Regions from separate parts of the Takifugu rubripes genome. Here region 1 is linked to region 2. A link is a contact called in public Hi-C data. All regions are on one chromosome and are shown on one strand. The core of a region is the stretch at or near the end of the contact, and the rest is flanking DNA. Distances in the headings are between cores, read along the strand shown.

Evidence for each region. A called contact is a pair of places that touch in the nucleus more often than the background predicts.
Region 1: a contact with region 2 is called in a Hi-C map of an unstated tissue, with 2.1 times the contacts expected there. The contact joins the promoter of tprg1 here to the promoter of smx5 in region 2. A contact is called at or near these places in 2 of 2 Hi-C or Micro-C datasets (muscle and an unstated tissue).

Annotation. Positions count from the first base shown.
Region 1 is chr20:3,596,984-3,602,127 of fTakRub1.2, forward strand. tprg1 (tumor protein p63 regulated 1) reads left to right here and starts at 1,677. Exons shown (of 6, transcript XM_003973824.3): 1 at 1,677-1,808; 2 at 2,384-2,695; 3 at 3,584-3,675. The coding sequence starts at 2,402.
Region 2 is chr20:3,466,794-3,471,864 of fTakRub1.2, forward strand. It overlaps smx5, which reads left to right and starts at 2,702. Exons shown (of 5, transcript XM_011614478.2): 1 at 2,702-2,838; 2 at 3,025-3,092; 3 at 3,240-3,270; 4 at 3,363-3,422; 5 at 4,513-5,071. The coding sequence starts at 2,836. The coding sequence ends at 4,638. inpp5d (inositol polyphosphate-5-phosphatase D) reads left to right here. Exons shown (of 27, transcript XM_003973875.3): 20 at 1-45; 21 at 124-203; 22 at 291-378; 23 at 461-607; 24 at 695-758; 25 at 1,078-1,275; 26 at 1,612-2,009; 27 at 2,088-2,368. The coding sequence ends at 2,122. It also overlaps a transcript of bcl6aa not described here.

The DNA of each region.
Region 1 (5,144 bases), core at 427-2,926, 130 kb after region 2:
GGACCCGGCCGGGCCCAGCCCGAACCAGCTATGTGGACACTCCTGTCTCCAGTGGACACACCACCCGCAGGAGGAGCATGAAGGGTCCGGTGCAGTGTGGATTGGGCGGCGGATCAAGGCGGGGGCCTTGGCGGTCCGATCCTCGGTTATGGAAATTGGCTTTTGGAACATGGAACGTCACCTCACTGGCGGGGAAAGAGCTGGAGCTTGTGGGGGAGGTTGAGCGCTACCGACTAGATATGGTCGGCCTCACCACCACACATAGCGTCGGCACAGGAACCCAAGTCCTTGAGGGGGGTTGGACACTCTGCTACGCTGGAGTTGCTCAGGGTGAGAGACGGAGAGCGGGGGTGGGCTTTTTGCTTGCCCCCAGACTCTCTAGTTCAACGTTGGGGTTCTCGCGGTCGAGCGAAAGGGTTGCTTCCCTGCTGTAGGTCAATGATTGACTTCATAGTCGTGTCAGCTGATCTGCGGCCATATGTTTTGGACACTCGTGCGAAGAGAGGAGCAGAGCTGATCGCTGATCACTACCTGGTGGTGAGTTGGATCAGATGGGGGAGTACTCTTAAAATGCATTCTTAATACATCACTGAAGCAGAAACCCTCTGGTTTTCTTATAAGTAATTACTTGCCTGCATGACTAAAATAAAAGTAAATGAGGTCTGCGCTGAAAGCTAGTGGCCATTCACGCATCAGTAAAAAGCAGCTTGCTGTCCGTGGGAGTAGCTAAGCAACCACTCTGAAAGGCGGCTTTTAGAAATCTGTCTATATTTCTTTGACGGCAGGAGATTAGAACTGAATTGGTTTTTGAACTTCCAACAAGGCACTGGAAAAGCTTCCTGACTGAGTTGTGATTGGGAATGAGTGGCCTTACAGGATGTCAGAGAACATTAGCTCAGACGCAGACTGATGTCTAAATGCCGCTGCTATTCAAGGATTTGTGGGAGGGAAAAGTCTTCCTCGCTTTCACTGATCTGATTCATCCCACAATTGTGTTGTAGTCCAGTTCAATCGCAACTGTCATTCACTGGTATTTTAGGAAAAGATGTGGAGAGAACGTAAGCCCGAGAGAGGAAATCAAAGAGAATTAAATCTTTCATCAACAGTATGAATAGTGTAAAGCAAAAACCTGTGGGGTTAATGTAGGCGACAGCCAAGTCTGCTTCATATTTCAGCCTTGCTTATTATTCTTCAGTCTTGAGCCTGTGACGCCACAACTGTCACCCAAAAACTACTGATGCAAGAAACAAAGAGATCTGGTTGGTGTCTGTGGTGAGTATTTCAAACTCTAATTAGATTACGTGAGTATGGCATAGTTAAAATAGGCTCTCCCACGTATACACAGATAATACCTCACCCATCAGAAAATAAGATGTGATACGTTATGAACAAATCTCCAGAAATGTCTGAGGGATATTGATTATAAATAGCCAAGGTAGCCTACAGTCAACACAATTTCAGTCTAAATCTGTCTAAGCATGTATGTATGTATGTATGTATGTATGTATGTATGTATGTATGTATGTATGTAATCATTGGAAATGTTTACTAATTATCCTAGAGGGTGTAATTTAATTTTATTTCAGTCACCATACTTCCAAATTTTCATTAATCACTTTAAATTTATATCAAAGCTGCACAACCCACAAACTTGGCAGAGACAGGTAAATGGGAGGAAGTAGAGAAAGCGAAACCTTCATTCTGCATCCATTCGCACGGTTTCCATTTCCTCTTCAGTATTGTCTGCTACTTCACACAGGCCTGGCTCATAGGCACTGGTAGAACATCCCATTGTGCATCTTAATCGGGTCAGTATAAACAGTCCACTGGTGAAAGACCAGATTTTCTACGTTAAAAGATAAGCAGTGGCGATGCTTCCTTTGACTTTTAAACCAAGGATCAGGGTTTGCTTGGGTTAGGCTGCATAATTTAATGGAGGTGAAAGGCTATTTGAGTCTACCTTTGTTGGGTACTTAATACAATACTGGGGCCATGAACTCTTGCTCCTCCGAACCGCATAGTTTCAAACGTTGTCCCACGCATATACGTGTGTTATCTTCATGCGGGTTGCTGCGGGTGAATCAGGCGCTGCTCTGAGAACACACGGAACAAGGAAGTGGTGCACCTGCTGCCGCCTCTCTGCTCTTTAGGTCAGAGGTCTGGTTAATACTTTATTAATATTATATCAAAAACCATCGCTTAAATATGTATGCGGTTCACGGAGCGTTAGTGGGGACATTGCCGGGGTTAAACTCGCCAATTATCGGTGGTAAAAGCGTCTTCGCTGCTTTGACGCACTTGAGTTGAGCGTCCGACGGACGGACGGACAAACAGACGGCGCGTGCTGGATTTAAAAAATGTTTTTGTTGTTGTTGTTGAAAAGGTGTCGTGAACCTCCAGGATGGAAGAGCCACAGAAGGAAGCAGCAAACGAAGAGCAGCCGCATCGTTCCAGCTCTTCTCCGGCTGACCCGGAGAACCCAGGGAACCCAGCGCCGGCTGACCCGGGGAACCTAGCGCCGCTTGAGCTGGCCAGCCCAGCGGCAGATGACCCCGGGAAAGCAGCCCCTGTTGACCGCCCACAGGACGAGGGGGAGCGGACAGTGATGGGCGATGAGGACCCCCTGGAGCTGCCCTCCGCCGGCCCCGCAAACTTCCTGCCCCACTTCAAACTCAGGAAGTTCTTCGTGTTGAGGGTAAACACTTTAGCTGGGTTTTCTCCCAAAATGTGTGTGATATCATTTTTAACACACACTCGCTACACTCATATTGTTACATTAAGTGTAAATATTAGCCAATGTATTTGCCATACTACACACCTATACTATACTGTACTATACTATAGTATTCTGCACTATTGTTTGGAGGACAACACAAAGTTCTATTAACACTATATATTGTTACAGTGAGTCTAAATATTTGCCCCAACAAATTATCAGCCTATATTTTACACCATTTTATTTGCCACAATAGTCTACTATAGTATTCTGTACTTTACAGGACAATATAAAGTTCGGACTTGCAGCTGCTATGTTTGTCTTGAAGCCTTTTTGATTAAGAGGTGAAATGTCTTCAAGAATCCCAAAAAAGTCCAGTTGTCTTCACCTCCAGCACTTATGACTGTCATGACCTGGGTGACTGGGAAACCTCGCAGAGACATTATGGCAGCGCTACACAGGCCGGAGGTCACAAGAATAAAGGGTTTGGAATCACATTAAAACTCTCAGGAGCCCTCAGAGTGAACTTTTGATTTTGTTTTTTTCTCTTTTTCTAACTTGGCTCCGAGATAGCAAACCACAAATGGCGCAGATACACTTGCGCAGTATAGGAAGTCTCTTTAGACAACAGGAATTCCGCTGCATAGTTGTTGTTTTTTTTAATTTCGAGTCATTTCAATGTGATGTCACATTTGTATTTTTATTTTGCTTGACACAGACGTTGTGACACAGCCTTTCTGACATGGAGTCCCGGTCCCCGCTGCATTCCTGTCTCAAAGATTCTCCCTTTAAGCTTTTCATGCGCACATCGTGATTGTCACAGTGGGTAATTATAAAGTGACACCCGTGCTTTTTTCCTCTCCTCAGCCTGGCACTCTGAATCAAGCCATAAAAGACATTGAAGCACTGGTGGATAAAGAAATAGATGGCAGCATTCACAGCATCTGGCTAATGGCAGAGTGAGTTTCTGATCCGTTTTTTCTGTTGAAGGTTATTATCTCAGTGTTGAATTATGGTTTATAGTTTTACCTGCACTTGTATATTACACGTTTATTGCTGTTTCAAGCAAACACTTTTCAGGTTACATAAAACTCCCTCTCTGAGCCCCACCTATTTTACATTTTAAATACAGGAAAAGAAACTCAACACAACCCCACTAACTGGTTTGTTGGAATGTAGGAAGTATATTGTAATATAAGTTCTTCAAAATTAAATTAATTTCACCGTTAGAGCGATGGGGTGTAGGCCATCACACATGTGTATAACCATCACAAAACAAAATAGAATATAAGAAAACCCCCATAGTTTTTTAGTATTGCATAATATCAAAATCTCCTGGTTCCTTTAGAGAAACTAGCAAAGTAAACTTTAAGACTAAAATAATAGACAGTTTGAGAGTAGTGAAACGATCCTAAATGGACAATGTTTACAGTGTCATTGTGCTGCTCATTCATAATCCAGCAGTAGCATATGTACCCTATATCCAACTCCAGCGGGCGACAGCTAAATTACACACATTTAGACCGTTGAAGCCACGATTGTGGCATGAATCTGTGCAGTAATGGTCTCACTCAACAGCATGGAATCATACATTAAAAATGGGAAGCCAAAATGTTATTCTGGATCAAATGATAGTGGAGAAATAGGTTTGTAGAGGCTTTTATCACCGTGAGTGTGATTATTTCAACAGGTCAACCCCTGTTATTTAACAGGATCGCTGCCCGGTACGGCCAACACAACAGTGCTGGAGTCACTTTACCTTCATGTTAGAAATCATGTGTGATGTAAGTCCACCTGTCCCATCAGCCACAGCTCTTTTCTTCTTGAGGTTGTCTCGTCAACACAAAAGCTCCTCAGTCGCACCTCTCCCATGACGTGTTCAGTGAAGTGTCTTTTTGGCCTCCAGCTGCCAGTAGAAATTCTCTTAGAGTGGGCAAAATTAAGTGGGGCGTGAGGAAGAAAGCCACTAGGAGAGTCTCTGCCACCATGAATTAGTCGAGAACATTGCAGTGAAGGACACGAGTTCGAGTCCTGATGAAACAATGCGTTTTGGAGGACTTGGCAATTCAGGCATTTCCACACAGGCGTTCAGGACAAAAGTGCCGCCGGTGCTTTGCTGTTAGAAAGGTGTTTCTTTGATTAGATTTTTTTTTTCTCCTTTTTTATTAAACTGGTGGAAAATTTTGCCACTTAGAAACACTTGCATGTATATTGCATGGTCCTCGCCTGCGGCATTTTTGGGAATGCTGAAGCTTTTATGGTACATAATTGAGCAGCTTTGCTATACATGTTTTTTGTACGACCTTTAAATAACTTGCTGAAAATGCACTGAAACTGCACTCGACACAAAACAGTTGAACACCCAGTTAATGCGTGGGTGTGCCAAGTATATGTGTCTGTCTGTTCTCCAGAGATTAAAACTTAAATG
Region 2 (5,071 bases), core at 1,452-3,951:
CAAAGACCAAGTTCTTTATCGAATTCTATTCCAGTTGCTTGGAGAGTAGGTTTTGTCCTGAACATTGCACTCTGATTTTGGGGTGATTTAAAGAAACCTTTTTTTAAATCAAATTCCCTGCAGAAATGGTAAAAACCCCAGAAGGTGAAAACATAGAGGACTCGGGGGGATACATCAAAGTTCGCTTTGGCCATCAAGTTGAGGTAACAACAAGAGGGGTGGCGGCTTTGGTTTTGGATGAAACGCCTCTAGTATGTAGTCATCATCACTTGTTCTCCACTTCTGTGAAGCTCACGCCAATCATCTCTGACCCGGAGTACCTTTTGGATCAGCACATCCTCATCTGTATAAAGTCAAGCGACAGTGACGAGTCTTACGGTAGTGGACTGACCCGCACCTGTCAATCCTCCAGTCTTACCTGAGCAGTTCTTATCGCTCACTTGGTGATTTGTTCCTAAAGGAGAGGGCTGTGTTGCGCTGCGAGCTGCTCAGCTCTGCTACATGGAGTTTGAGATCACACTGACCCACCAAGGAGAGACGACGGGCAGGATGACCGGCGGCATCCAGTTACGCACCTCTGAGGGCAAACCGACTGAGAAGCTGTACGGTGAGTCTGGATGTCTGGCAGGGACGTAGCGTAGAGTGTTATCTTGTGATCTTTATGTGAGCACCAATTATTTTCTTTTTTTCCCAGATTTTATCAAAATTGAAAAGGATGACACTATTAACTCAAAAGGCAAAGGTGGCGACCTCAACAAGTAAGTTATTTTACATTGACAATATCTGGTAGCAGGTCCAGTGTGGGCCAAACATGAAAGGTAGCAGGGTGAGGTGCTAGAACACCCTCAGAGCAATGCCGAGGTACCCTTGAGCAAGGTACAACACAAGCTGGCGACTCACCCAAGGGTGTACCCTTCCTTTGGACATATGCAGCTGGGATAGGCTCCATTACCTTCGTCATGCCCCTGGAAGGGTTAAAGCAGTCAAGAAAACGAAATGAAACGATATCTCACACATGACTCCTACCGGGTATGTTTTCATTGGGGGGGATTTCTAACCTTTGGCCTTGTGATTTAGGATTTCAGCTGCACAAGCACTTGATATTTCTAACCCCAGTTACATGGGGTTCCAAAAGGGCAACGTGGTAGATAAAGGCTGGAGTTACAGCATGCCACCAAAGAGTCTGGCCATTCCTGGACATGGAGGGAAAGAGCCCAAAAAGTCTGCTGGTGATGTGGGCGCACGCAGCCCCACACGGAAATCCCCAAATCACACGTGAGTCTTCACCACTGAACTTTCAAGTAGTTAAAAGCCTTCAGTAAAAATCACAGCTCTGGCATTGTTACCTAAATTACTTTTTAAAAAATCACTCAAAAATCTGAATATAATTCTACTTCGTATGTTCAAACGGTTTAGGGATATTATCATTTCAAATGATCATTTCAATAAAGACTTAATGTTGAGGAAAATAGAATAGTAAAATAGTTCAAATAGATTTCAATATAGTTGTGAATGAGTATAGTTGCAGGAAGGTTTATAACTAAAGCAAATAACAAAGCAATAATTGGAAATATATTGCAAGTGACATATTGCTGATTCTTTCTTTTTTAGTGGGGACTGTGACCAGATGTTTGACAATCCATTATATGCTTCGATACCAAAACCACATGGTCGGGGCAAGGACCAAGAGCAGAGGGATCATCGCACACCTCCAGATCACATGTTTGGAGCTTCCAAAAGTTCAGACAGGGAACCTGATCGACCCCCTATGCCCACCCCCCGCAACCGCTCCTTCACCTGCTCTGAAAACCGACTGCAGCCTCCCAGTTCCGAAATGAAGAAACCAGTGGTGCCCTCACGCTCAGAGGGAGGGATAGGACACAATAGGCCTCCTTTACCTTTCAAAGGTCCCCAGACACCCAAATCCAGGGATTACAGAGAGAACTCTGAAATTCCTGTTAAACTCAGGCCACCTGCAAGGCCTGGCCAACCACAGCCTCACAGAGACGGTAAGGAAAACTCTCGTTCTTCTCCCACTTATAAATTCACTGATAACTTATCACATGCAAACTCTTGTTCTTCTCTAGTACCCGAGGTCCCCAAGATCCGATCTGTGAAGTAAGACCAGACTGCATAGAAGACAGATTTTTGTAGCTCATCTTTGGGAAAACCATGAATATACCAATCCAATGACCTGGGCAATCAATAAATGAAATCAGCCAATTGACTCCACATGTTACTACTACATGTAGCTTGAAAGCTGTTGTATTGCTTGTACACTTTTAAGCTTTTGTTCAACTGTTTATTTGTCGGTTGTTTGGCTTAAACAAAACCACTGTAGCAATAAGTAAAAATCCTCGTGGTCGTGCAGAATGGTTTTATCATTTTTATAAAAAGGGTGTTAGCTCACCTTTAGAAGGTGTGCTCACAAGGAACAAGGTACTGAACCTCCAAATGTTACTACAAACTGCAATAACACTCAACACAGACTCAAATATTGAAATACTGATTAGTGATACATAGTAATATCAAGATAGTAATACATGACCGGAGTCATTCTTTTTCCTACCACAGTATGTGTGATTCATTAAAAATAAATAAATCAATGAATAAAACAAAAATGGAAACGTCCATACTCGAATTCACAAGTTGGGGCCATGCGCCAACGGTGTCGAACCGTCATAAAACGAGAATTGAGCCACTGAAGCGTTGAGCGCGCATTTGGCTCCTCCGTGTGGACGCAAGCGGTAACTGCACCCTCTCCCGTCGCAGGAATATTACGCAGCATAATACGACATCAACGTTTGACGCTGAAACACAAGAGAAGCGGCAATAATGGTGAGGGAAAATTATGAGTAACAAATGGGTATTTTACATTAATTATCTTATTCGGTGGCTCAAAAAAGTGTCAAAGTACCCGCATTTCTTTGAAGACTTCTTTATAGCTTATTACATTCATTATATGGTGCTTCACTGTTAGCGTGTTGCTAATGTTATCTCTCTTCACATCGATCTGTTTTACAGCTTTTCTACTCGTTTTTCAAGTCATTGGTCGGGAAAGATGTAGTGGTGGAGCTCAAAAACGACCTGAGGTTGGTATATTTATTGCAATGCTCGCCTTTGTGTTCATTGCTGAGGTCTGCCACTAAAGAATGGAACGGTGGCGACTTCGGCTCAAAACACATGCTCATTATTCCGTTTCTGTGCTAATAATATTATATCCGATCCTTTCTTGTCAGCATCTGTGGTACCCTCCATTCTGTCGACCAGGTCAGAAAAAGAATATTTTATTTATTAAGTCAAATACGTCGGTTGGCTATGTTTTCAAGGATTTGGCGTAACTTTTCTCTACTTTGTTTCAGTATCTCAACATAAAGCTCACAGACATCAGTGTTACAGACCCAGAGAAATATCCACACATGGTAGGTTTCACTGGCTTTGTTTTGGCTATATTTCAAGGTTATCTCTGTGTCTTATACCTGCAGGAAGTCAAGTACATTATGGCTTCATATGAAGCTACATGGTTAAAATATATATCGTTTCCTATATGACACGGTAAATCCAATACAGCATTCACAGTTTGATGCAGTGTTGTGCAAGCATGTTGGCGTCCCCGGTCCAAATTTCCATTAATGTGAACAGTTAAGATTCGAGTTCAAAAGGGGGAGCTTCACCCTGCAGACGACTGGGAGCCCTGGCAGTTTTTGTCAGAATCTATATTTGACTGCAAAAGGTCAAGAACCTATAGCAGACTGGAGAAGCGCTACTCTGTTCTACTGTTAAGTTATACCTACACAAGAATGGCCTTTATCGAACAGATCTAAGAAGAATAGGTTTTCTGCATCCTCATCAGTAAATCAACATCACAAACACCTGTCCAGCTGTTAAACTTGCAAGTGGATCGATCCAGCTTTAGGGTTGTGTTGCCGTCAATAGCATGGGAACCATCTCACAGGCAGGGTGATGACTTGAAAACTCTGGAAGCAAAAAGCATGAAAGCATCTGTAAAACAAAGTTGAATGGAGGACGTCTGGGTAAAGATCGTAACCTCAAAACCCATGATGGGCAACCTCAGAAGGGCCAGCTGGAGGTTTGCCATGACCCTGATGTCTGTCCTAAAGACCATTCTGTGACCACAGACGAGCTCAGAAATCTCCCAGAACTGGAAGACTTGAGTCAACACAGACTGAAAGAGTGTCTTGGTCAGCTGCACTAAGCGTTTCCAAGCTGTGGTACTGGCCAAACGGGGTGCGACTTGATTCTAACATTTGCCCCTTTTCCCCTTCTCTTATTTTAAAAATGTAAATACTTAAAAGGATTTTGTTGAGTATATGAAGGCAACAAGTTTTATTTCTAAGCCTTCCTCTTAATTGTTCACACAAATTTGGACCGAGATGACCGAACTTTCCATGCCGCTGGCTCATTCCATGATGCATTTTTATCACTTTCAGCTCTTTCCCTGTGTTTCGGTGTTGATCTTTACATGTGGACTGTCTTGTTCTTGAATTCTAGCTGTCGGTAAAAAACTGTTTCATCCGTGGATCTGTGGTCCGGTATGTTCAGCTCCCTGCTGATGAAGTGGACACCCAGCTTCTGCAAGATGCTGCAAGAAAAGAGGCAATGCAGCAGAAGCAGTGATGCTCCACTGAAGGGATTTGTTTTTGTCTGTGTTGGGGGTGGGTGGGTGGGGGGGGGTTACGTGGATTATTAGTAGTTTTGATTTATGTCTTGATTTCATTTAAAGTTGGTTCTGTTTAAGCAGCACTGTGTTTGCTGTATTCTAGTGTTAAATTCGATTCTAAATTCTTGTGATTACTAATTTAAAAAGCAATAAAATCAGGTGTCCAGAGAAGGCTTAATTGTTTATCCTTTTTTTTTTAAATTGTAAATGGACACAGAATTAAACAGACAAATTAGGTCCCAGTTGAGATAAAACTGTTTCTGTTGTACAATTTAAGCACTGTTGATTTAAAAGGTTTGGATTTTTTTTAATGTCGGTTCATAATAAAAATGAACAATTTTTATTTCTCTTTTGCTCAAATTGTCATTTAAATGGAGTTTTTCATAGACT